Linked DNA regions of Sus scrofa: region 2 is linked to region 1. Evidence: chromatin contacts called from public promoter capture Hi-C data. All regions are on one chromosome and are shown on one strand. Each heading gives the region's core, a stretch centred on a gene start, on an enhancer-like site or on the middle of the called end of the contact. The rest is flanking DNA. Distances are from core to core; before and after follow the strand shown. Region 1 holds the start of C9H1orf105. Region 2 has its middle 18 kb from the start of SUCO.

What was found. Promoter capture Hi-C pulls out the DNA fragments that hold promoters and counts their contacts.
Region 2: a promoter capture Hi-C map of liver shows a contact between it and region 1, with 5 times the contacts expected there. The contact joins the enhancer-like site here to the promoter of C9H1orf105 in region 1. A contact is called at or near these places in 1 of 5 promoter capture datasets (liver) and 8 of 47 Hi-C or Micro-C datasets (alveolar macrophages, embryonic fibroblasts, epiblast stem cells and 3 more).

What each region holds. Positions count from the first base shown.
Region 1 is chr9:114,823,541-114,830,533 of Sscrofa11.1, reverse strand. It overlaps C9H1orf105, which reads right to left and starts at 2,120. Exons shown (of 6, transcript XM_021063651.1): 1 at 2,029-2,120. The coding sequence starts at 2,120. It overlaps PIGC (phosphatidylinositol glycan anchor biosynthesis class C), which reads left to right and starts at 4,556. Exons shown (of 1, transcript NM_001167654.1): 1 at 4,556-5,449. The coding sequence starts at 4,556. The coding sequence ends at 5,449.
Region 2 is chr9:114,895,970-114,902,884 of Sscrofa11.1, reverse strand. No RefSeq gene overlaps it. Among named protein-coding and RNA genes, the nearest start is that of SUCO, 18 kb to the left of the region's middle. Within about 2 kb of position 4,549, at least 6 of the 83 cell types and tissues checked have an H3K27ac peak or open chromatin away from gene starts, as enhancers often do. A contact at or near this core is called in fetal liver and liver, where this site is marked.

The DNA of each region.
Region 1 (6,993 bases), core at 871-3,370:
TTCAAAGGATTTTCCATTCCTATCTTGTCCTTCTGAAAGCTCAGGGCACCTCACAGGTGCTGTCCAGGAGTCTTAGAATTCTTGTGAGGTAGGTGAGTGCCATTTCTCTTAACAAGAGTTTAGATGACTCCCCAAGTCCTCCCAGTACAGACATGAGTAAAGCCTCAGGTTGTGTGAGGTCATTTCTCCTTGCAACCAGCTCAAGTCTGGCTGGCTGGAGGGAACACTCCTGTGTCCCTTCCCAGATGGCTGTCCCCTCTGACACTCCAGGGCCCCCCACTTTATGCCCCCTTCCACACCTCCTGCCAAAGGCTTGTTCAATCGAGGAATGAGGTAGCTGGGGGGTGAGAGAGCTATGCACAAAGATGCTTCGCTTCTGGCTGCAGGGGTAGGTCTGAGGGGTATGGGGGTGGGATAGGAAAGTGGGATATTACCCTCTTTAGACCCTAGCCATTGCACATAAAAGTCCATATTTCCACCACTGCTGGAAAAACCAGCAGATCTGGCCACTGGGTTCACATACTTTCTGGTAACATTGAGTAGGTAGAGGCAGACTGTCCCTCTCGGAGGGAGGTGATCTCCCCTTCACTACAATTCCCTTTAGGCCAGATCTACTCATTTATGTCATCCATCTGTCATTGTCGTGCAAATTTGTACCTGCCCCTAATTAACAGGTGCTAAATTGTCATTACCCATGCTGATCCTTGAGGTACTAACTCTTAATACGAACTAAGTCACCTGTGTTTTTTTTTTAATAAACAAGCCTTCAGGTTTACTCAATCTAGGATTGCTGCTTTATACTAAGACAGTAGCTAGAGTTCAAATATATTCAAAGCTATGAAAAACAAAACAAAACAAAACAAAACCGAACAACAAGTACTTCATAGGTGCTCTGAAAATACACAGAACTGTCTAGCTGCTTACTGAGAATGTGGTTTTTAAAAAGTGCATCGGACAAAGCAAAGGTACCTGTTATTGGAAGGGGGATGAGGAGAGAGTATTCCTCATGGAGAGTCATTTATTCATGGCAGGAGGGTATGTGACAGCTACCAACAGGGGAACTCTTTTCAGAGAGTATAGTCTTTCTAGCAAATGACGTTACATGCCAGGGAGCCAACTTTTCATCTATGATGTGCCTATGGACCTGTCTCCTGGCCTGCCCTTTCCTTAATCTTCCCTGATTTCTCCCATTCACCCCTACGTGAACCTCTTACCTACCCTCCCTTTCATTCCCCCCTTCCAGCCCGGTGTCTGTCACCAAATTCAAGCATCGAAACTGGGGGAGGAGGAGTTCCCACTGTGGCTTAAGAATCTGAACTGTAGTCGCTCAGGTCCAGATGGAAGTGAGGGTTCAATCTCTGGCCCCACACAGTGGGTTAAGGATCTGGCTTTGCCACAGCTGCAGCATAGGTCGCAGTTAAAATTTGTAAATTTCAAACTAATGCGAGGAGAAAAGGTAAAATGATGAAGAGGATGGAAGTTTTTTGAAAGTCAGTGCCTATGGGTAGAATTCTTTTGTATATATTTTTCTTCCTTTTTCCCCCTTTCTCTTTTTTTTTTTAATGGCTGTACCTGCAGCACATGGAGGCTTCTGGGCTAGGGGTCAAATCAGAGCTGCAATCGAAGTCCCACACCAGTCATGATCCAGTCGCATCTGTGACCTACGCTGCAGCTTGCAGCAATGCCAGACCCTTAACCCACCGAGCAAGGCCCGGGTTTGAGCCCACATCCTCACAGACACTATATCAGACTCTCAAGCCACTGAGCCATAAAGGGAACTCCCAAAAATTCTCTTGTATTGTTTAGTTGTGGTGGTACAGAGGAAGGTTAATTGGCCTTCTTCAGCCAGGCCAATTCTCAGGGCTCACTTTTGTCTCAGAAACCTTGACCATTTCTGATTTTTTAGCACTTTACTTCTTTCCCTCAACCGACCAGCTGTGCCCCTTGAATAATTGCCCCTAACTCTTAAGAAATCATCTTCTATGAGGTCTTTCTTGAGACCTTTGCTCTCAGTGGCTGAGCTATTACCTTTTGGGGAGGCTGAGTATTAATGGCTTGTTCGTGAGGCTGGCCTTGCTAAACCAGGGAGTCTTGTCAAATCTTGGAACAGAAACCTGGAGAGAAATGGAAAGAGATCATTTTGCAGGATTTATTCCTCCCGACCATTGCCATTGTTAGGATGACCAAAGTCAGTGCAGTCAACACTTTATAAAACATTTTTAAGTTTTGTATTTGACCCTGTTGACTCTCCCAAGAGTAAACAGTGTTATCTCCATTTTACAGATGAAGAAATCAAATCTTAGTGTGATTTGCTAAGTCACACAGCTAGTGAGTGAATTTAGGTTTTCTGACTTTTGTGTCTACTATATCCCTTTGCTTCTTCATTATTCCTAGCTGTTTATGTATCCTCTAAAATGTCCATGACTTCAACTGAACTTTATCAGCCTCCTATTCTAAGTGTTTGGCTGCTTTCAGTCACAGGGCCCTTCTCCCTCATCCCTTCTAGGAGACAAAGAAGAAAGAACTGTACTTTGAAGCTACAGACAACTGGATGTCAGTCTTGGTTAATGAAGCTGTAAAACAAGTGGATGTTGATATTGACTAATCCACTTTCCAGCAGCATGGCCTTGGACAAGTCACAACCTCTCCCAGCATCAGTTTTGTCTTCCGCGAAAGGACGACATTATTATCACTTCACAGATCAATGCATGAGTCAGAAAGTTCCACGAGGGCAGGAATTTTTTTTTTTTTCTATTGCTTAGCTGCTGTATCACTAGCACCTACAGCAGTGCTTGATACTTGCAGAAATTTAGTGAATGTGTCTAGTGTATTCATGGATGCTTCGAAAGTCCCTAGCCGAAGGTCTGGTTTCATAATAGAGCGCGATCAAAGTAGCCATTATAATCTCTCTTCTCCCAGTCCAGCCTCTGTCCTTTGCCTTTCTGGTGCCAAATCCCAATCTCCATGTCCAGGATTTGCTTTCCAGGCATCACCCATTCTTCTAGGGAGAGGAGCCGGGAGTTCCCTTGCGCGGCCAGGAGGGGGCAGCAGTGACCTCAAGGCCGCGCGGGCAGAGGAAGGACGCTCTGGCCGCAGAGGTTGTGGCGGCCCCGGAAGTGCTCGGCCGCCGGCGCGACCCCGGCGCCCCGGATGGGGAAGGAGGCGGGCGGCCGCCCTCGCCCGGCCGCGCACCCCTAGGAACTCGCGGGCAGGTGGGTTCCGAGTGGGAGTCAGTATTTCCGGGCCTCCTCCGCCATCCCCCGCAGGGCCGAGGCTGGGTGAGGGGTGGCGGCGGGCGGGGTACACCCTCGGGGACACCCTCCCCTTCCCCACCCCCTCCCCAGCCCTGTCCCCGACCCAGCGGGCGGGCGTTGCCCTTTTCAGCGCCTGGGACCCTCCAGCCCCCTGCGGCGGCCGTGAGATGCCGGGGCTGGGGTCCCTGCTGCGGTGAGGGAGCCTCCCAGGGCGTCTGGTTTGTGAAGCAAAACCTATCATGGTCTCCATGGAAGACGTAAGGTCGGGCCATAAGAATTTTCTTCGCAGACCTGCTGGATGATCTTGGTATTTCTGACTCTTAGTTTTGCAGTAGTGGAAAGGAGATCATTATCTCCGATCCTTCCTAGAGTTTCGCGTTAAATAAGTAGAATGATAACTCTTTTTAAGGCTGCTAAACTCGGTCAAGGGATTAAGAATCTCCAGTCCTTGGCTTTAGTTAAATAAACCTTAGAGCTTGTACCTTTATTATTATGAGGTTTTTGTTTTTAGACCGGTAACTTTTTTCAGTAATAGATGCCTCTGAGAACCCAGTAAAAGCTTTGGATCCTAGCCTTAGAAATCTGCATAAATTACAACTACAAATATGCATTGACTGGGAGGGTTGTTGAAGGGTCTGAAGCCCATCCATAGACCTCAGGGATATGTGAACCCCTGAGTTAAGAACTAGTTTAGAGGGAGACATGTGAAGCCTTTGGGAAAGAAGTTTCCTTTGAATCTGGCTCCACTAATTACCACTGTTAACTTGGGCTAAAGTTACCTAAGCACTTTGAATTGCTGCTTTATTAGTTGGGTTAATCTCCAGGATTGTGGAGATTAAATGAAAGAAGCTACGTAAGGCTCTTAGTACATAGTATGCACTCTTGACAAATGGTAGCTGCTAAGGGATTATAATGTAAAATCTGAAATGAAATTTTAATGTCCTCAGTTACATGATGGCCACCATATATATTTTGTTCAGACTTCTAATAAGCTTATGATAACCCAATAAGTTGGTTTGATTTTAACTCAGTCCTACCCTTGACCTTTCACAACATTCATAGATTCACAGTCTCTCTTTTTCTAGGAACTTGGCTATATTGTCCTGCCTCAGAGAACAAACTCATCTACTAAAGGTCTAGCCTGGGTTCTGCCTTTGAAAGCAAGGGAAGGTTGGTACCATATCAACCACATTCAACATGAAATTTCCAGAGAGGTCTTATTTCAAAACTTTATAAAGAACAAGAACCACATGGACTTCTACAACGGAGATTGAACTAGCCTGAGTTTGAGCAAAAGGATAATGTGTTCACAGCCTGTAACTAACACCAAAGAGGCCAAGTGGCAGAAGGTCTTGTATGAGCGACAGCCCTTTCCTGATAACTATGTGGACCGAAGGTTCCTGGAAGAGCTCCGGAAAAACATCTATGCCCGGAAATACCAGTATTGGGCTGTAGTATTTGAGTCCAGTGTGGTGATCCAGCAGCTATGCAGTGTCTGTGTTTTTGTGGTTATCTGGTGGTATATGGATGAGGGTCTTCTGGCACCCCACTGGCTTTTCGGGACTGGCCTGGCCTCTTCATTGATTGGCTATGTTTTGTTTGATCTCATTGATGGAGGTGAAGGACGGAAGAAGAGTGGGCGGACCCGGTGGGCTGACTTGAAGAGTGCCCTAGTTTTCATTACTTTCACATACGGCTTTTCACCGGTGCTGAAGACCCTGACAGAGTCTGTCAGCACTGACACCATCTATGCCATGTCAGTCTTCATGCTATTGGGCCACCTCATCTTCTTTGACTATGGTGCCAATGCTGCCATTGTATCCAGCACACTGTCCTTGAACATGGCCATCTTTGCTTCTGTCTGCCTTGCCTCACGCCTGCCCCGGTCCCTACATGCCTTCATCATGGTGACATTTGCCATCCAGATTTTTGCCCTGTGGCCCATGTTACAGAAAAAACTGAAGGCATGTACTCCCTGCAGTTATGTGGGAGTCACACTGCTTTTTGCATTTTCAGCCTTGGGAGGCCTCCTGTCCATTAGTGTTGTGGGAGCCATACTCTTTGCCCTTCTGCTGGTTTCCATCTCATGTCTCTGTCCTTTCTACCTCATTCGCTTGCAGCTGTTTAAAGAGAACATTCATGGGCCTTGGGATGAGGCTGAAATCAAAGAAGACTTGTCCAGGTTCCTCAGCTGAGTTTGGTGACTTCCATTCTGTTACTAAGACAAACTGATAGACTAGCCCTCCAACTAGTATAAGATTCGAAGGCAGAATTCCATTCTGGAAGCAGCATGCTGATGTGGGTGGGAGATCAGAAATCAAAAGAAAAAGTTAACCAAAGGCTTGGGTGGTGAAGGTGCTTATCCTTTCTGTTATTTTGTGGCGGGAAAAGCTTTGTGGGGCCCTCTTCAATTATTGCCTCTCATTCAATGTAACAAATGAAGTGATGTGGTTTCTATCTATTAAAAAAATTAACAACACATCCATCAAGTTGTCTCACAATTTTTCTGTAAGCAGAAGACAGACAAAAGGGACACAAAGAATATGTGTGTGGATTTCCTGTCGTGGCTCAGTGGAAACGAATCTGACTAATATCCATGAGGACGCAGATTCGACCCCTGGCCTTGCTCAGTGGGTTAAGAATCTGGCGTTGCCATGAGCTGTGGTATAGGTCACAGATGAGGCTCGGATCTGGCATTGCTGTGGCTGTGGTGTAGGCCAGCGGCTACAGCTCCAATTGGATTCCTAGCCTAGAAACCTCCATATGCCATGAGTGCGGCACTAAAAGAGAGAGAGAAAAAAAATATGTGTGCATGTAAAGTCACTTCTGTCTGCCTTTTTCTGTGTACTAAATGCAGGCTCTGTTATTTATCTCCAGCTCAAATCCTAGGACCCTGGATGCTATATCCAGTTTTGTTGCCTCAGATCACAGAATTGGTCACCTAACTGACTAGAGTTTCTACTCAGTTCTAGAAGCATGTATGTAATTAACTGCAAGGGGAGTGTGATGTATCATAATACATAAGCAAAATGCTAGGGGGATCAAAGAGGCAGGAGGTCAAAGCAAGCTGGAGTGATGAGGAAATATTAGAGGAGATGGCATTTGAGTTTAGTCTTGGAGGTTAAGTGGAATTCTCTTAAGCAAAAGATGATTTGAGGGCAAAGTAGCAAAGACCTTTAGGAGGCAGGTCAGCAATGAGCAAGTGAAGCTAGCATGCTTTGTGTGACTAATGGCAGCTGGAAAACTGCAGATGGCATGCCCTGTCCAAAGAAGGTAATCACTGCTCTGTTCTGGCTGACTGTTTCTAGTCAGAACTTTGTCCTGGCTTCATAATCCTTAGGAGTCCAGGTAAAGTTTAAATGAAGTCACCATAGCTGTAATTGTAATTACAATTACAATCTGACTTGTAAGTGCTGTCAAATTTAAATCAGACCTGATAACATGTATGCAAAATGTGACTACCACTGTGCAGTGCACCATGTATGCTCTTAGCAGGAGCATAAGGAAGGGGAAGAGTTCAATGGGAGTTACAAGGATTTGAGGAAAAGTTGGAATGGGAGATTTAACAGGGGTCTGAATATTAGGCTTTATACGCAAGTAATGAGCAATTCAGCTTATCTAAGGAGGGAGTAGGTTATTATATCTTGAGCCAATGAATCAAGTGTTCTTTGTCTCATTTTTTTCATCTGTGAAATGGGAATGAAACTACCTCTAGGACTGTGATGAGTAAATGATGTGT
Region 2 (6,915 bases), core at 3,300-5,799, 70 kb before region 1:
AATTGGATGGCCTGTTATGAACATAAGAGAGAGAATCCTGTATTCTCACAAGAATATTTGTGAACAAAAAGTCAACAGAAATTGATGCATGATTTTTCAAGATTTCATTACATATCATTTTTACATTTTTTAGGTTCATGATAGTTAATTTGGAAAAATGCCAAAACCAAATACCAAAATACCAAATACCAAAATACCAGACAAATACCAAGAAAACAATAATCCCTCTGCTCAGAGTTCCCCTTGTGGCTCAGTGGTAACAAACCCAACTAGTATCCATGAGGATACGGGTTTGAGACCTGGCCTCACTCAGTGGGTTAAGGATCCTGCATTGCTACAAGCTGCAAGCTGTGACATAGGTTGCAGATGTGGCCTGGATCCTGCATTGCTGTGGCTGTGGTATAGGCTGGCACCTATAGCCCCAATTTGACCCCTAACCTGGAAACTTCCATATGCCTCAGGTGCAGCCCTAAAAAGAATATAAATAAACAAACAAACAAACAATCCCTCTGCTCAAAGTCAACCATGGTTAATATTTTTCTATATTTCTTTTCTTTCCTTTTTCTAAATGTGTATTTTCAGGACATGATGGAGATCACACTATCAACGCAACATTGTAATCCCGCATAGTCTCCCCATCCATCATTTAGTTTAGTTCCCTCCACCAGAATTGTCCCAGGCTACTCTTTTCTGCCCAGCTGAAGCTCTTCCTCCTCCAGGAAGCCTGCTAGGATCACCCAACCCACAGAGATGTCTACCTCAAGATATAGCACTTATTTGCTATGCAATCACATATTAATTACTTCAGGACATTTTATGTATTTATCTTTTAACATATGATATCTACATCATATCATTTTTCCATTATGCCCTATCTTTCTAACAAGATTGAAAATGACTTCAGGGAAGAGATCAGTATTTCAATCTTTCTATTCCCTACAACACCAAATACATATGTGGCATACACTAAATATTTGCTGAAAGAAAGGAAAAGATGAGAAGAAAGGAAGGAAGGAAAGTTTCACTACTAATACTTTTGATGTTTGTTTCATTGTTATTTCATCTCAAAACCACATACGTTTTTAATTATTATAAATCTAACATGTATATGGCTATGAATACATATATATACATATATGAATATATATACAGTATGAATACCTTTAGGATTTTATCTGAACGAATGTATTATAAGGCCTACATTATCTTTCACAAATATGTCTTTTTTTTTATTTTTATTCTTTGCTTTTTAGGGCCACACCTGCGGCATATGGAAGTTCCCAGGCTAGGGGTCAAATCAGAGCTACAGCTGCCCACCACAGCCACAGTCACAGCAATGCCAGATCCGAGCCATGTCTGCAACCTATACCACAGCTCACAGCAACGCTGGATTCTTAACACACTGAATGAGGCCAGGGATCGAATCCGGATCCTTTTGGATCCTAGTCGGGTTCGTTAACACTGAGCCACAACGGGAACCCTGCAAATACGTCTTTATTATAGAAGTAAAATTGGGTATTCAAAACAGCTTTTTAATGTTCACATTTTATCTCCAGAGTATATTATCATGACATGGTAAGGGTATGTATGTACACATTAGAGAACGAAAGCACTAGGCAATTTTGTTTGATGTGTCAAAGGCTTCAGCATACAGGCAGACTAGACTGCAGGATGGGATGGAGACTGCCTGAAACTGTTCCAACATCAAGTTAGAACTTTCAGGAAAAGGCTGGAGAAGGAAAGGGAGAATATAAACTATTCAGTTTTTAGTACTGGCCAAGAGGATGCAGAAGGAGCCAAATGCAGCAGCACTTAAACAGTAAGTGCAATTTAGTGGACATTTTGGCATTTGGAGGAGAGATAAAGAAAGAGAGGGGAGGAGAAAGAGAGAGAGAGGCTCTCTCCAAACTGAAAGATGTTTTCAAAATATTGAACTGAGGTTTGAGAAGCCCTGGTGAGTTTCTACATCTATAAGACCAACAGCTGCAGGATAAAGGCCAAAGTGAAGAGAGAGAGAATTATCACAGCTCTGAAGAGAGAGGTTCTATAAGATATGTAATCAGGACCAGAAGGTGATATTTTCATCACTTCTCTCTGTGTTCATCCTCTCTTCTCCCCACCCTCTCAGCCTTCAGCTTATTCACTAAGACACACACATGCATACCACTTTTTCAAAACTTGCTAAATTTTATCAAGCGGGTCATATTCTGTTTCAGTGCCAGTGTATTTTCATCACAGAGATGAACTTTCGCCCGACCCAGAGTAAATGCTGCAGGTGATCAGAGAAGAAGAGAAGGGATGGAGCAAGCTGAGCTACTCAAGGAAGGCAGAGGAAGAGATGGGCCTACGACTGGGCCTCAAAGCATGGATGCACTTTTCCTGGCAGAAGGAGCACGTGAACCGCTATGCTGCCTGTGTGCCTGTCGTGTTGCTGCTATGGGATGGTGCTCTGCAGGCAGTGGGAAGTGTACAAGCTAAGGTCTGGAGGTATGCCTCACACTAAGGAAAGAGAAAGAAGTTCAATTCACAGGCTGCTGACCTGTCTGAGAATGATAGGCTGGAAAGGTACACAGCAGGTTTTACAAGGCCTTGAAAGCTGCCTCCCCCAGTAGTACTGCTCTCCTCTTTGCCCAGGGAAAGCTTTCCTGGGTGGAATTATTTCCATTTGTTTTTGTTGTTGTTGCTATTTTAGCGCCATGCTTGTGACATATGGAGGTTCCCAGGCTAGGGGTCGAATCGGAGCTGTAGCTACCACCGGCCTACACCACAGCCACAGCAACGGGGGATCCAAGCCTTGTCTGTGTCCTACACCACAGCTTATGCCAACGCCGGATCCCCAGCCCACTGAGCTAGACTAAGGATCGAACTCACATCCTCATGGATCCTAGTTGGGTTTGTTAACCTCTGAGCCATGAAGGGAACTTCTGGAATTATTTCCATTTCTTTGCTGAGAGAAGTCAATATAGATTCTTGGCCTTGATCTTGAAAAAAAAAATCACCTAATACATCTCTTACCTGTCAAAGATCAGCAGATGGTTACCTTACCGGAGAAAAACTGATTTGTTTGATAGGTTAAACAGTTTACTCCTAAGAGAAGACCATTAATTACAAGAGAACTAGGAAATGCAAAGAGCCTTCCTTTGAGGTCATCAGAACACTCAAATATTATTTCATTAATCTTAGTATTCTTACAATATCACAAACCCGCCCAGGTAAAAACATATTAGAGGGAGAGAAGGAAGGAGGGAGAATATAGACAAGGGAAAAGGGGAGAGAAAAGGAGGAGAGATGAGGAGCCTGGGGAAAAGGAGTGATTAGGAATGAGGCCCGTCCTGCAACTTGTTGTGGTAACCCTCACAAAGCCATTTCTCTGTTCTCCTGCATGTTCCAGAAAAACAAGCTTGGAAGAGTTGACCTATAGTTGTAGGAGGCCTAGTGAGCAGTGGAAGAGAGCCTACATCTCTTTCCTTTTTAATTACTTGCTTTTACTGGCAGCAATAAATGGACAGTTTAGGGGCATGACTTTTTTTTTTTTTTTTTTTTTTTTTTTTAGAAAAAGGGATTTATTTAAGAATGTAAAAAGCTAGAAGCTGAATAGCGATAGGAGCAATGAGTTGACAAAAATAATGCATCTTAGGAAACAAGGCCTAGTCGCCTGCCTTCCTGTTGCAGTGGATTAAGAAACTGAAAATGCATAATCAGGAAGCAAGTCCCCAGGGTCTGTCTTTTGTACCAAAAGTAACTGGGGAGCACCCGGGTTCAGAGAAATGGTTCTTCCTCAGCATACTTACTTTGTTCTTAGCATGTTTATTTGAACATTCAGACACCAGCAGGGAGTGCATAAAAGGACAAACAAGCACCATGCAACCCTGCTGCCAAGGGCCACCATCTTCAAAATAAGACACAACGTCAGGCATTCCAACTCCTGACAACTGTCATTCATCAAAAGAGATCCCAGGAGAGTTCCCTTTGTGGCACAGTGGAAACGAATCCAACTAGTGTCCGTGGGGACACAGGTTCGAGCCCTGGCCTGGTTCAGTGGGTTGGAGATCCTGTGTTGCCGTGAGCTGTGGTGTAGTTCGCAGACACGGCTCAGATCCGGTGTTGCTGTGGCTGAGGTACAGGCTGGCAGCTGTAGTTCTGATTAGACCCCTAGCCTGAGAACTTCCATGTGCTGCAGGTGTGGCCCTAAAAACAAACAAACAAAAACAAAAAAAAGAGAGAGAGAGAGAGAGATCACAGGAGCCAAAGGGATGCATCCTAAAGGCAGTGATGTCCCCAGGAAGGGTAAATACAAAAGTGAAATTAGCTTTAGTATTACAGTGTTGTGATAAGGAATAACTGATTTTTTTTCCTGAATTATCCAATTAATGACTCTATTTTAATTGTAGGTAAAATCACCAGTATGTATCCATCTTATGTTTCCCTAAGAGAACATTTTTTATTTGCCAAATGACATTTCATGTGAAGTTGGCAAATTGTGTATTGATTGGGACAGGCTGTGCAGAAGTGTTTATCTTAAGGTCCCACACAGCTCTATGACCTTCTGATATCACCAGGGTAATATCACTTCTTCCAAGACCCAGCTGTCTTTGAACACGTGTTACATGAGGCTTTCAACGAGTAAATAAAATTCCATGAGTAGGGGGATGGTCCATCTCTATTCAGTCCTTTAATTCCAACCTGCTGTGTTTCATCTTTCACACCTTTTGGCCACACAGAGAACTTGTTGACACTGCAAAAAGCAAACACACACACAAAGACGTGGGAAAGAACAGATGGTCTTTAATCATGCCGCATGACTACTCAAGTTATGGTTGCGCTATTCTTTGTTATTTCTCTGCAAACTGCTTAATTTTGTGTTCATAAAATGAAAACTAGCAAAGAAAGACTATTCTTCTCACTCCCACTCCTACTGCTATGGAATACCTAACTGTTGATTTAACTTGCTGACTCTGATACAATGGAGACCAGGGTCAGAAGAAGGGGACCAGGTCATGGTATCAGAAAAAAAACAGATTCTGATGCCAGAACCCCAGCCCTTCAGTCAACACTGATGAGGCCTTACTTAAGGCTCTTAATTTCCCTATGTCTCTGTAAAATGAGAATGCTGAGACGCCATTGAAGTTGAAATGAGAATCAAACGAAGTTATGGGAGCATCATGCAAAGTGCCAGGAGGGAGCAGTCAATTGAATCTGAATCTGAATCACTGGGTGGAAGAGAACACAAAATGCTTGAAAAATAACCATTAGGACTATTTTTAGTCCTAAAAGCCATTCTGCTAGTTGAGGAACATGTTCTGTGTGCTGTCCTTACTAATCTGGAGGTTAACAGAAAAGTTCCTTTTATTTTCTCAACAATGAAGCAAAGAAGTGAGTTTTCCTCAATGAATTTTTTCAGCTTTCCAGCCTAAGATCTGCACACAATAAATCAGACAGAAGCATTATTTTTTAAGTCCATGTTGTCTCCCTTTCTTATACACATTTCCAAGAGCTCTGCCTACAAAGATAATTCTGATGTTCGGCTTTCTTCTAAGCATTCAATAATTACTTTCACAAATTCCTTTCATTAACAAGGTGAAAAATACCCTTAAGTTATGTGAAATATGTCAATTTCTTTAACGTATTTAAAGCTGAGAGGTACAAATTGGACATATGATTGTCCATATTCTAGAGAGCCTACATATCTATATTTTCATGTCTGGGGAGAAAGTAAGTTCTTACTTATTTTTTTAAATTAAAAAAATTATTATAGGAGTTCCTGTCGTCGCGCAGTGGTTAACGAATCCGACTAGGAACCATGAGGTTTCGGGTTCGGTCCCTGCCCTTGCTCAGTGGGTTAACGATCCGGCGTTGCCGTGAGCTGTGGTGTAGGTCGCAGATGCGGCTTGGATCCCACGTTGCTGTGGCTCTGGCGTAGGCCGGTGGCTATAGCTCCAATTGGACCCCTAGCCTGGGAACCTCCATATGCCGCGGGAGCGGCCCAAGAAATAGCAAAAAAAAAAAAAAAAAAAAAAAATTATTATAGTTGATGTACAGTATTCTGTCAATTTCTGCTGTACAGCAAAGTGACCCAGTTATACATATATATACATTCTTCTTTTCATATTATCCTCCATCATATTCCATCACAAGTGGTCAGATACAGTTCCTTGGGCTATATAGCAGAATCTCATTGCTTATCCACTCCAAATGCAAGAGCAAGTTCTCACTTTAAATGGACCATGCAAGATGAATTGATAGCTCAAAGGCTTGTGTCAGCAGACCAGGTGGAGGTGAAGTTTCCTATCCCTTAGCTCACTCATTATGACTCTGCAGGTGGGGCTCTCTCTGAGATCACTATGAATAATCCAGGTGAAGACAGGCCTGAAGCAAGTAGAGTCTTGCTGGTCCAGAGTAAATTTGTTATGAGTATTTTCCTACTAGTTTCTGTGGAGAAGAGGGGAGCTGACTCTTGAGGATAGATCCAGAAGTACATATTGCTCGTCACATACTGTTACTTGCTTACAAAGAACATAACTGGAGAAGAGCAGCAATTACAGCTAAAACCAAATGCAGCTTTTACCACAATAGCCAGAACAATTTTGCAGCAAGATTAGTAAAACAAACTGCATCTACTGTCAGTTCTGACTCACGAAACCTATGAGTAAATTTTCTAATGCTTCTGTGCTTAACTTTTCCCATCAGTAAAGGGACTGACTACACCAGTAGAATTTTGTTATTTGCTTCTGACCATCCCCACTTCTTTCTTCTGGAAACAGCATTTCCGTCTTTTTGAGGAAGTGAATCTCCCCACCTTGCACCTGGCCCCAGGTGGTCTGGATGGGAGTTGACCTCCATCCCCTGGTCACTGACTGTCCCCATGAGGGGGCACATGACCCAGCTTAGCACACTCTGAGCCCTTCCCTGGCATTT